2 separate regions of the Mus musculus genome follow, and region 1 is linked to region 2. A link is a contact called in public capture Hi-C data. All regions are on one chromosome and are shown on one strand. Each heading gives the region's core, a stretch centred on a gene start, on an enhancer-like site or on the middle of the called end of the contact. The rest is flanking DNA. Distances are from core to core; before and after follow the strand shown.

Evidence for each region. Capture Hi-C pulls out chosen DNA fragments and counts their contacts.
Region 1: a capture Hi-C map of embryonic stem cells shows a contact between it and region 2, with 4 times the contacts expected there. The contact joins two enhancer-like sites. A contact is called at or near these places in 4 of 15 datasets of contacts at CTCF or cohesin (CD8 T cells, embryonic stem cells, large pre-B cells and 1 more), 1 of 484 Hi-C or Micro-C datasets (bone marrow-derived macrophages), 5 of 115 datasets of contacts at active chromatin or transcription factors (all in embryonic stem cells) and 3 of 9 other capture datasets (adipose tissue, embryonic stem cells and liver).

Annotation. Positions count from the first base shown.
Region 1 is chr11:22,952,533-22,959,420 of GRCm38.p6, reverse strand. It overlaps Commd1 (COMM domain containing 1), which reads left to right. Exons shown (of 3, transcript NM_144514.2): 2 at 2,729-3,010. Among named protein-coding and RNA genes, the nearest start is that of Zrsr1, 16 kb to the left of the region's middle. Within about 2 kb of position 2,345, at least 60 of the 459 cell types and tissues checked have an H3K27ac peak or open chromatin away from gene starts, as enhancers often do. A contact at or near this core is called in embryonic stem cells, where this site is marked.
Region 2 is chr11:22,739,166-22,745,306 of GRCm38.p6, reverse strand. No RefSeq gene overlaps it. Among named protein-coding and RNA genes, the nearest start is that of Gm40816, 88 kb to the right of the region's middle. Within about 2 kb of position 1,271, at least 9 of the 459 cell types and tissues checked have an H3K27ac peak or open chromatin away from gene starts, as enhancers often do. A contact at or near this core is called in embryonic stem cells, where this site is marked.

The sequences.
Region 1 (6,888 bases), core at 1,096-3,595, 210 kb before region 2:
TTTTCTCGTATAGGGTCAGGTGCATAGGACACTGCAGTCACGTGGACTTGGGTCAGCCTATTCTGTGGTATGTTCTTGAGCAGGGCTTGACCATGTTTCCTGTCCTTGTATAGTTCATAAGCCGAGAATTATTTCTGTTTTCGTTCTTTGCTGTTTGTTTGTTTTTGTTTTTTGTTTTTTCGAGACAGTTTTTCTGTATAGGGTTGTCCTGGAACTCACTCTGTAGACCAGGCTGGCCTTGGACTCAGAAATCTGCCTGCCTCTTGTTTGTTTTTCGAGATAGTGTTTCGTTGTTGTTGTTGTTGTTGTTTTTGTATAGTCCTGACTGCCTAGAACTCACTCTGTAGACCAAGCTGTCTCTTCCTGCCTCGGCCTCCTGAATGCTGGGATAAAAGCATGTACCTCCCAGCTGAGAATGCTTTTTACATTTTTATATGTTTAAAAATGAGAAGAAAACTGCAATGAAGCTGATGTGGGCCTTTCTTGAATTAAAAAACTGGTATTAAATGAGAATGCATGACTTTTTAAATTCAATTCTAAGTTGGTTCCCCGTTTATGTTTGAATTGTGTTAAGAAAAGGATGGATTGACCCCAGATCAAGATACTGATTGAAACTCAACCAAAATAGCTTTTATGTTCTAGACAGAGTTATGTCAGAATAAGACATGCTGTCATGGAACTCCTGGTGAGCTGAGGATGTGGGTGCTGCTACTGCTTTCAGACTGTCGGTACAGGGGCGCATCCCCACACACATCCCAGAGTAAAATCCCAGAGTGGAATGAGGCAGAAATGGTACAGAGTTTCAGTGTCGTAAAAGAAGATGCTAATAGGAATATTTAACTCAATTCTAGTATAACATGCTCAGTAATCATTCCCTCTCCTTGGGGACTTGCCATGGAGCTCTACCTGCCCTAGAACTTATATAAACAGGCCAGATTTATTCTTGGCTATTTTCCTGACTTTATGTCCTGAGTGCTGAGATTATAGTCATGAGCCATCAGGCTAGTCTTAAAAGTAATATTTCTATTTCTATGTAATATGGCAATTAAGCAGTAAATGTGTTCAACTGTAATGTGAAATAATCTATCAGGATGATTGGGTGTTTGCCACACAATTTTAAAAAGAAAATTAAATTTTTATTTATTTTACTTTATCATTATCATTTTTGTTTTCTTTTTTACTTTTTTTTTTTTAATGTATGAATGCTCTCTCTGCATATACACCTGCATGCCAGAAGAGGGCATCAGATCCCTTCACAGATTGTCATGATCCACCATGTAGTTGCTGGGAATTGAACTCAGGACCTCTGGAAGAACAGCAGCAGCCAGTGATCTTCACCACTGAACCATCTCACCAATCCGTCCACACAACTTTTATATTAATAGAGACATCAACAACAGTAGATCTGTAGCTGTCCTTGGCCTGTGCGACTGCAGCTGCCCTCAACCTGGTTTGGTGTACCTACAGCAACATCTGGCCAAGGAAGGAAGCTTCTGGGATTCCCACTTCGCCTCAGCTACTTTTGTCCTCAGATTTAGCTTTGCATCATAATTATCCATGTGTCCAGCATTTGGTGGCTCCTTTTTGCCTATGGATAACAGTGTTACGAGTTTTGGCACACTGGTTTGATTTACACCACCTTCTCAACTTTCCTGCAAATTGTTAAACTAAACTAGTTGGCTTACGTCTAACAATACATATTTCTCACTTGTAACAGCTAAATCTTGAAAAGATGAAAATCACTCTCTAAGGGATATAAATAAAGCTTTAATAGCTAATCCTTGGGTGGTAACATTTTTATATCATTGATGGTAGAAAGAATCAGTTTGACTTTTTAATCAGCAGCAGCAGCAGCAGCGATGCCAGTGTCCATATCTGTGTGCAGTCACTTAGGACAACCAGCCAGAGAAACATGGCTCAACAGTTAGGACTCTTTGGCTCTCTGGTTTTATGGAAACTTAGTGCTTCTGACGACCATGTTGTCTGTGAAATGGAAACTAGAATATGAGACTCAATAGAAGTAATAGATGTCTAGGCTGTGCAGCATGGGCTGGATTGAAGACAGCCACAGACCACAGGCTAGCAGTGTGGGCCCAGTAGGTGCCATTGCAATGAGCAAGTATGTAGTTGCAGAGATGGGAGAGACAGAGAAGGTAAGAAGTTTGTGACTATGAAGAGAGAACTGGAGACAGGCTGGCGGTGAGGAACAGCCTGATGTGAGAGAGGCCTGCATTGCCATCTGAGACCATGGTGATGTCTCATGCCTGTGCTGCTGCTCAGGGTCATGTCTGGACTCACCAAAGACCATGCCTCCGGAGGTGGTGTTGATTTGCTACCACACAGTGGCGCCCTGCCCACATGGGAGAGCTGATCCTGCCCCTGCCCCTTACCTAGGCAGCCTGGGAGAGCTGGCTCTGGAGAGCTGGCCCCACTGATCACTGAAGAGCTGGCTCTGAGCCTTGCCTGGCCAGCCAGAGAGTTAGCTCTGGTGGTGGTGTGTGGGAGAACTAGCAGTCTGATCCATTTAACTACCACCTAGGCCCAGATTCAGGGCCGGTCCTACAGACCCACAGCTTCAGGATCTCCATGACACAGGGCAACAGCAGGCTATCCGAGAGGAGTCCTGGTGAAACTAAGTTCAATCAAAATATGTTCTGTAGCTAGGCAGCTAGCTTTGTCTAGTTATCTACCAAGTTCAAATATATTGCTTTTTCTTTTATCTTTATAGTCTATTGCATCTGCAGACATGGATTTCAACCAGTTAGAGGCATTCCTGACTGCTCAAACCAAAAAGCAAGGTGGCATCACCAGTGAGCAAGCTGCAGTCATCTCCAAGTTTTGGAAGAGCCACAAGATAAAAATCCGAGAGAGTCTCATGAAGCAGAGCCGCTGGGACAACGGCCTTCGGGGCCTGAGCTGGAGAGTCGATGGCAAGTCTCAGTCACGGCACTCAACTCAGATACACAGCCCTGTTGCCATAATAGAGCTGGAATTTGGAAAAAATGGACAGGTGAGTCCAGCTTCAATTTCCCTTTGTAAATTGTGTATTTTCATACACTTATTTTACTTTTATTTAACAGAGTTTGCTGAGGTAACCCTAAAATCACTTTTAGAGGTAGAATCATGTGAACATTTTGATGTTTTCAGTTATATACAGAGTTTAAAAAAGCAGCTACATGTCTTTGCAGTTGTCTCAAAAGGGCAGAGTCGGACAGTTTTGACTGCAGTCTCCCAGGCAATGATAGAGACACAAAGAGCAGGAGCCAAGGTTAGTGGGTGCACACCAAACCTTTCCTATCCTGTTATTTGTGTAGTCAATCCAGTATGGGAGGTGATAAGTCCTAATCTCTTAACCATATCGATGCATTGTTCCTAAAGACCATGTGTGCCATCTCTGGCCTCAAGCTCACAAATCATTTTCAACTGGATCTTGATTATTCACGAGCCAGTGCTGCTCACCTCTGGAGTCGCTAATCACATAACAGGTGGTTTTAGTGTCTATGCAGATTCTCTTAAAGCTATCCAGCTCCTGCTCCAGCTCCTGCTAAATCAGACTTCAGGTGGCCTGGCTTATGGTTTTTTGAGTGGGGAAGAGGGGAAACAAACTGGTAATTAGAGACTATCCAGACCACTGAGTTATCACATTTATTTTTGAAAAATAATCAAATAAGGGCTTTCATTATATCCTGCACTAGAAATGTATTTTCCTTCTCAATGGTAAGCACAGTCCCTTTAGCTGGCTGGTTTCTTCACACATGCTGTTCTTTAGGTTTTTTTTGTTTCTTTTCCAATGTAATTCCATTTGATTTTAATTAAAGGTGCTTTGTTAATTAAGAAAATTAGAATCCCTTTTACTCATTTAGTTTAGAATAGTGTTAATTGTAGCAATGGGCTTGGGCTTATTTAATTGTGAAGTCTAGTCAGTCAATTGTGCTCTCTATAGAAATGTGCCTGTGCTTCCCCCAGGACAAAGGAAACAAAGTGTGCTGAGAAAAAAAGTCAAGAGAGGAGTAGCAGGTGGACTCGGAGCTTTTCTGGTCCGTGCATAGGCCATCTACTTTTTATTCTGGCAATAGTGAGTGCACACATGTGTCTGTCTCTGAGAAGACTGCCCTTAGGACACCATGTCCCTGCACATACCCAACACCTACGCTCAGCTCCTTTTCATGAAGTTGTGTAGCATTTGCATGTGACTTACATATATCCTCCTTTATTTTACATAATTCTAGATTACTTATACTTCCTAAAACAATGTAAACTCTATGTCAATTATTATTATGCTGAATAATGACAAAATAAAGTCAGTACATGGTAGATACAGATATTTTATGTGAGTATTTTTATGTTGTGGTTGGTCAAATCTTGAGATGTGGAGCCTGCCAGGAATCTACTGTATTTCATGTTGTCTTTAAGTACTTAATATGTGCCCGGGATATGAGAACATACAGGGAAATGTTGCTTTGGTAATGTGAACAATTTGGTTGTGCTACAATACATTGTATTTTAGAAAATAACTTTCTCAGGCTGGGCATGATGGCGCATGCCTTTAATCCCAGCACTTGGGAGGCAGAGGCAGGCGAATTTCTGAGTTTGAGGCCAGCCTGGTCTACAAAGTGAGTTCCAGGACAGCCAGGGCTATACAGAGAAACCCTGTTTAAAAAAAAAAAAAAGAAAAGAAAAGAAAAGAACTTTCTCAAGCACAGCGCTTTTCTTGTTTCTGTGTAACCAGTTCCCTATATAGCAACAGATGACCCTTTTGTTCTTGTTGGGGACTGTGTAAAAGAAAGCATTGGCTGGAGGAGCCCTCTGCTTTGTGTTTGGTTGTCACCCTTCCCCACAGTGTGGCACTGGGCACACTTCTCAACAAAAGTCTCCTTGCCTTTCTCAGCAGCATCCATTTGTTTTGTTTTTGCTTTTGGTTTCCAAGACAGGGTTTCTGTGTAGCCCTGGCTGTCCTAAAACTTACTCTGTAGACCTCAGACTGAGAGATCTGCCTGTCTCTGCCTCCTGAGTGCTGGGATTTAAAGGTGTGAGCCACCACCACCTGGCTATTTTGTTGATTTTTATAATGTTTGCTGTTTTCCTCATATTTGCTTGCTTTCTGCTTCAGTATAGTTCCTTGTTCCCTGTGTCTCATGAATGTTATTTTTTCTTCTTCTTCTTTGATGTGTAGCATTCCTTCCAGTAGCTTCTGTACTGCTGGATTAGTGGTAATACATTCCTTTAGCTTGTGTTTATCATGGAAACTTTTTCCCCCTCTCCAATTGTGAAGAATAGTTCTGCTGGACATAGTAATTTCGGTTGGCCATTGGTTTTCAGCAATTGAAATGGACCACTCCTTTCTCCTGGCCTTTAGATTTTTTAGTGAGGAAATCTGCTGTTATTCTGATGGATTTGCCTTTCTATGTGATTTGATATTTTCCCTTATGATTCTCAATACTTTTTTTCATAAATATGATACTGAACTGTAGCACACATGGTATTTTCTGTTTGGCTTGGTTTCTGAATACTTCCTGTGTCTGGGTAGCCATCTCTTCCCCATATTTGGGAAATGTCTCCTGTAATTTTATCAAATATATTTTCTGTACCTCTAAGTTAAATAACTTCTCCCTCTCTTCTGTCTTTGTCATTTCTGCTTCTGTGATGTCAGGAACTGAACCCAGGACATACACACTGGGAAAGCTCTCAGCCACTCAGCCATGCACTGGCCTTCCCTTCTTTTGTCCTTTGTGTTTTTGAGATAGAATTTCAGAAAGCTACCTAGGCTTGCTTTAACCTTCTGTAAGCTCAGATAGGCCTTGAACTGATGGTCCCCTCCCTCTGCTTCCCAAGCAGCTGGTGTTATAGGCTAATTCGATATGCCAATATGATGTACAGTATAAGCCAATTAAAAACAGTCACCTCTTCAGTTAGAATAACTTTTGAAGGAGCAAAATGTAGTATGGTGTGTACATGTAGTTTCTTTTTTGGGAACAGGTGTGAGACCTGTCTCTGTGCAGTCCTCAGGCCCAATGATACTCCCTGTGAATTTCCAGAGTGACCTGAAAATATATTTGATAAAATTACAGAAGAGAGGGATGCTTGCCTCTGGTTTCACTGCTGCTGACTTAGCAGGGATCTTTTAGGTCTCTTAGGCTTCTTAGGGCTGGAGAGAAAGATCAGTGGTTAAGGGCACTGCCTGCTCTTCCAGAGGACCCAGGTTTGATTTCCAGTCCCTAGATGGTGGCTCACAACTGTTGGTAACTCCAGTTCTAGGTGATTCAATACCCTCTTCTTGCCTTGGAGAGCACCAGGCACACGTGGTACACAGATGTATATGAAGGCAGAATACCCATACACATAAAATACAAATGAAAAATAGTGGCATTTCAGCTGTACATGCCTATAATTCCATCCTCGGAGAGGCAGAGCCTCAGTTCTCCTGTATTCTCCCACTGGCTTCCTTTCCTGGAGAGTGAGCTTCATCGGAGTGGTTTGCTTTATGCTGTGGGCAGACCAGGCTTCAAGAGTAGGAGCTGACTAGACGTTTGCATCGGATTTTTTTTTTTTTTCTGATAACTTCTGCTTTCTGATCCAGAGCACACACTTACAAAATGGAGTCAGTACAGACAGAATCAGTTCTTGGAGCATTTACCACGCTCATCACTTTGGGTGGTGACTTAGGAAAGGTTCCTGCAGTCGCTGGTTCTTTTTCATCACATCGTACATGTTCTTTCTCCCTTTTCCCACCCTCAGGCAGGTAGGTGGGCAGGAGAGCCAACACAAGCAGAACTGGGGTGCTAGAATCCTCGGTGCCTTTGCATATCAGGCTTTCCCGAGGGGCCCTGAGGCTCACAGCTGCTGGACTCTGCCTCAGACTCTGCTCAAGGCTGCTCTGAGTCTTGAGTA
Region 2 (6,141 bases), core at 22-2,521:
GTTTGTGAGAGCCAGAAATTCACGGTGGAAGACAAGAACAGATTCCCAAAAGTTGTCCTCTGACCTCCACATGTGCACCATGGCTTGTCTGCCTGCACTCACAGACATGTGTCACACCATCACCACCATGACAACAGTCAGATCTCTGTGAGTTCAAGGCCAGCGTGGTCTACAGAGGGAAAGTAGCAAGTTTCAGGATATCCAGGGCTACAGAATAGAGAGACTCTGTCTTCAAGAAAATGAATTAAATTAATTAAAATGTTTAAAGTTATGTGTTTTCACCTTCCTAATTTTCTTTTTAAAAATTTATTTTATCCAGCTGGGCAATGTAGCACATGCCTTTAAACCCAGCACCTGAGAGGGAGAGGCAGCCAGATCTCTGAGTTTGAGGCTAGCCTGGTCAACAGAGTGAGTTCCAGGACAGCCTGTCTCAAAACAATAAAAAAACATAAATAAATAAACAAATAAATAAATATTATATATACACGCACTATGTATATATAATTATAATTTTATGTATATGAGTGTTTTTTCACATGCATGTCTGTGTACCCTATGTGTGCTTGGTGTCCATAGAGGCCAGAAGAGGGTATTTGATTTTTTGGATCTAGAATTATGAATAGTTGTAAGCTGTCATGTAGATGCTGGGAATTGAACCTGGTTCCTCTAGGAGAGTAGCCAGTGTTCTTAACTGCTGAACATTTCTCCAGCTGAAGTTCACTTAAATATTCAAAGAAAACAGCCTTTCCCAAGGTCAGAAGTTTCAACCTTTCCTAGATATCTCCAAGGAATCCTGGCGCCCATCTACCATCATTGCTATATGGTTTGAATATATCCTCAAGAAAGCATATGTCGGAAACTTAATTCCTTGATAATGGAAATTGATGAACATGGATTTAAAAGGCTATGGGGCTTCCAACTCAGTCTTCTAGTTGGTGCTGATCTCTCTCCCCCACACTCTTGTTGGGTGGTGTAATTGCCATGCCATGACACAGAAGAAAGGTCCTGACTAGAGATGGCCTTTCATCTTGGACTTCTGTGGACTTTCAGCCTCAGGATCAAAAGCCAAATAGATTTCTCTTGATTATAAATAAGCCAGTCTTTGGTTTTGCTAAGACCAGGAAGAAAGGTTGGGGAGCCAGCTCAGAGAAGAGCACCTGAGTGTGAGGGCCTGATTTGAATTCTATAGCACATGAATAGGAGGCTGGGTGTGATCAGAGGTGGGGGTGGGGGATGGGGAGGCACATGCTTTTAACCTAGTGCCTGGAGGCAGAGATCAGTGGATCTCTCAGAGTTTAAGGCAAATCTTACTTATTTACATAAGTAAGGACAAACAGTGCTACTTAGTGAGACCAAGTCTTTCTATAAACAAACAAAAGCAAACAAGCCAAAAATGGCTCTGTGTATCTTTAATCCCAGTGTTAGGCAGCAGGATGGATGTGGGTGCACATCTAGGGTGACTCCTGAGAACTCACTGGCCAGCAGCCTACCAAAAAAGGCAGTCCTCTAGGTTAGTGGGAAACCCTGAGTGACATTTGAGTCTACACAGCAAACCTTGCCAGCCCTGGCTCACTGCAGCGTCCGGGCATCTGGGCATTCGGGCGTCCAGGCTCCTCCATGGCCCGCCTCTCCAAGCCCATCTCTGTTTCCCTGAGGTGCTGCTGACTGAAGCTTTAGCCTCTTGGTTCTTTTGTATCCCATGAGCTCCTGCATGTTTTTCATTATTAACTTTTATTAGGACCTGTTAAGGAAAATCGAGAAAGAACTCCCAAGACTGAGAGGAACCTTAAGGAAGGAGCACTCTTCTTCCATAGAACTCAAGCTGGCCTTGAACATGGGATCCTTGTGTCTCAGGGTCCTGAAAGTGGGATTGTAGACCTAAATCACATTAAGCTTGAGTGTGTGTGTGTGTGTGTGTGTGTGTGTGTGTGTAGTGATCAGTGTCTGGGTGAGTGACCTGTAACTGAGCCCTAACTACTCTGGAGGCTAAGGCAAGAGGATGGGCTTGAGTTTAGGAGTTCAAGGACAATCTGAATTAATAGGCTATATATATGTGTGTGTGTGTATTAATATATTATTATACACTATACATTATAGATTAGTATATATTACAAAATATAGTGTTATTTTATATATTATAAAGTATAATAATATATTCACACACATACACACACACACATATATGAGGGAGGGGAATGGGTGGTTGTGATCCCAGTACTGGGGAGACAGAGGCAGGTAGATCTCTGTGAGTTTGGGGTCAGCCTGTTTTACTTAGTGAGTTCCAGGACAGCCAGGGATATACAGAAAGGCTATTTTAAAACCACAATTCTAACTAACTAAACCAACTCCCCCCGCCCCCAAATTATATATATGTATATGTGTGTGTGTGCTCATGCGTGGGCGCATGTGGAGGTTAGAGGCCAACCTCAGCTGTCTCTCCTCAGGTGACATCCATTTTTTGCTGTTGGTGTTTGTTGTAGAGCCTCTCACTAGCTCAAAACTTGTCAAATTGGCTCAGCTGGCTATCTCCACCTGTCTCTGCATCACCCAGGGCTGGGATTACAAGTGTATACCACCATGCCTGACTTAATTTTTTGTTTGTTTGTTGTTTGTTTAATCTAGAAACTTTTGGCTTGTTCCTTTTTTCCCCCTGTCATTTTTCTAGGGGTCGAACCCGGCTGAGGACATAGACAAGTACAGAGACTGGTTTTACCCTTTTCCTTCCTTATGTCCACTGATATTTCCCTTTTTCATGGCTGTTACTGCTAGCTTGTGAGCTGCACTCTGAAAATATTACCCTACACAGAACACCCCTGTCTTCTTCTATGGGCCTAAGATAGTATTTGTGTAATGCTTTAATTCCTGCAAAGCAGGTTTGAAAGCATTCATTATCCTACTTAATCCTTATGCAATCCCCAATTGGAAATAAGAACGGCCTCTCAGCGGATGGATGCGTGAAGGAAACTCCATCCCAAACATGCCAGTCTGGTGTGTTGATTCCCTTGAACTGGGACACTTAGGAGGCCGGATGCAGGCAGGGGCTTTGTGTGAGCGGCTCTTATGTGTCTAAAAAGGGGGCCACCACAAGGATCACCATTGTGGGAATCCTCTCTGGGAATCCTATTGGCCAAGGAAGATTAACTAGCACAACAGGGGAGGAGATCTAAACTTGACACCAGCCCAGACAGGCACAGCTTCTGAGGGCGAGGAGAAGATTCCTTTATTGCTGATGGTAACAAGACCTTTCTACGTGACACAATTACTCCTCTCTTCCCCAAGTTTGGGCCAATGCCACAACCCAGGAAAACAAGCTTTGATTTCCCCACCCCACCCCCACCCCCGGTGGCCCAGGAAGCTGCATAAATCTCGGCCAGCCCTTCTGTGAGTCCCATATCTTGTGGGACTCCTGTGCATCTGAGCACAATTAAAAACAAGGTTTCTTTTGTCAGTCTGTATTGGGTTCATTTAGTTAGTAGCCTAGGCAAAGAACCTGGGAGAGAGGGCAGAGAGACTCCATTCTCCACGATGCTCTCTGAGAAAGCAAAGTAGTAATGGCAGGGTAGTTTGGCCCACCACGTGAACATAGGCAGGAAGTGAGGAGGTCCTGTAGATCTCCAATCTAAACACAGGGTACTTGGCCCAAAGCCTGGCTCCTAGCCCCACTGTGTCAACACCATCAATGCTACGGGCTAGGTTAGCCAAGACCAAGCAAACTTGTCTTGTGTTTGCTGGATTACTTCTGCTCATAAATTGTCAGCATTTTTCCTTTGTTGGAATAGTTGTCACCACAGTCACCCTTTTCAAACCCAGGTGGCTTGGTGGAAGTGGAAAAGTCTGTGTTAATAGAAATGTTAAGTTATAACCCTGCCCACCACCAACTCTAGAGAGCTAGGCTTGACCACTTGCCCCCAATAGGGCAACTAAAGACACAAATAGCAGTGAAAGACAAGAGAGATTTAGTCAGAGGCTACCCTGAAAAGAAGACCCAAGAAAGAGGTCCAGTGATCCCCAAGTCTCATGATTGGGGTCTACACAGGGTTTAGGTTTAAATAGAGGGCAAGAAGTACGCATTACTGAACAGTCTTGGTGAAGGTGTGGCTCCACTCCTTATAGACCTGTTGCGTGTGATTTTAAAACTTGCTACCTCCTTTGCCTGGAACTGCGGCCCCATACTCCTGAGTTGGCTCCTGGCTGCTACAAGACCTGCTCCTGATTTTTCCATTCCTTCCAGCTAAACTCTGCCAACAGCCAGCTACCACCTTTCCAGGGAGCTGCGATTGCATCCCCAGCCCCTCCCAGCTTAACTTTGACAAGTCCCAACAGCAGCTGGGCTCTGTCCCAGCTCTGACCTTTCCTGGTTCCCTTTGCCCCATCCAGCTTAGCCCAGGATTGAGCACAACCATACTCCAACCTGGGAGCTGCTGTCCCTCCACCAGCTCCCTCTCTGCTTCTCTCTCTTTTGTTCCTCCCAAGCAAGCCAAACTACTACACCTGCTTCTCTCTTTCTCTGCTCACGTTTGCTCTGCGGATGAAAAAAAAACAAAATCCCAGACAACTTTATTATTTTCGAACTTGTCAGATAGCACAACTGCTGGGCACAGAATCCTCTACCCTAACCTTATCAGCTAACCTGTAGCAGCCGTCTGCCTGTTCTAGCTACCCCCAAGATCTTACATGGTTGCTAACTGTTTCTTGTTCCAAAGCCTGGCTGAAAAAGTCTCTCCTATTCCCCTTCATCTGCTTTTCCTCCTGGGACCCAGAAATCTCACCTATCTCTTCCACCCAGCAATTGGCTCTCACCTTTTTATTGACCAAATCAGGAGCCAATTAGGGAACCAGACCTTAATATCAGCACCTCCCTCTACACAGACCCACTGTTGTCTTGGCTCCAATCTCTTCTACAAAGTGGACTGATAAGTTGTCAGAACTATGAAGTCTCTTCCCAAGTGTTCTGATCAACTGTCCTCCCATCAAGGGATGGATATCTTGGGGACTTCAGCTTTGATTCTTTTCCAGAGGTACCATCCTGCCTGGCTTTGTTGACTGTTTACACCTCAAGGAGGGGTGGGGAGGGTCGGGAGACCCTTATCTAAGTGTGTAACCATTGCAGGAAACTCTCCTGTTACTGCTTGTGGCCTTGGGGAGGGGCTGGAGTATACTAGGGAAGGGATCCTCACATATGCAGCTGTGAGAAGGCCCTCATCCTTGCTAGTATAGGCTCTTCAGATTCAGCCTTTTGTGGGAGGAGCACCCACACCTGAGCTCTGAAGGAAACCCAATAAACTCAGTGGTTCTCCAGAGTGAACTTTGGTTTGTTGCTGGGACCTCAGGGGAAGGGGTAGACATGGCTGACATGTCAGCCCAGGGAGGAATTTTAGCAACACTGAGACACAGGTTCCTGTGGAAAATTTAATTTCTATGAGGCCTATTTTGTTTCAATAGTCTGGTAGCCAAAGGGAAAGACACACCTGTCTCTATAATGCCTTCTCTTCTAGCCAGCCAGTTCTAACTGCAAGGTACAAGGTACATCTGCCATGTGGACTGTTCCAGCTGGAAAGATCATTGCTGGTACATGGTGCACCTGTACCCAACATGAGAGGTCCCACACACTGCTTCTGACGTCGTGGTATTTCCATGCTGCATCTGAAGGCAGCATAGCAAGTGGGAGGGTGGCCCTAACCTCGGCTGAGGGCAGAAGAGGCCTGGCTTACTTTGTCTCATTCTGTTCCGGCTGAAATAAAAAAGCACCATCAACTGAATGGCTTATAAACAACAAAAGCATATTTCTTACAGCTATGGAGGCTGGACAGTAGAAGACCAAGGTTCGGACAGAATCTGTGTGGTGGGAGACTGCCTCCTGGTTCACGGATGGGGCCTTCTTGCTGTGTTCTCACATGTTGGAAGGGACAAGGCTACTTGATGAGACTCTTTTATTAGGATATTAATCCCACTTATCAGCTCTGTTATAACAGCTGCTGCCCTAGTGGGAGTGAAGCTATCCTAAAGCCAGGTTCATACAGTCCCTCTGGCTATCAGACCATCAAAACAGTTAACTCTCACATCCTGAGAAAGAAACAGTTAAGGTTCTGGAATGAGCCACAGGAGAAGATTGTCTCTCAGGAAGAGTTCACGTAGGACTGA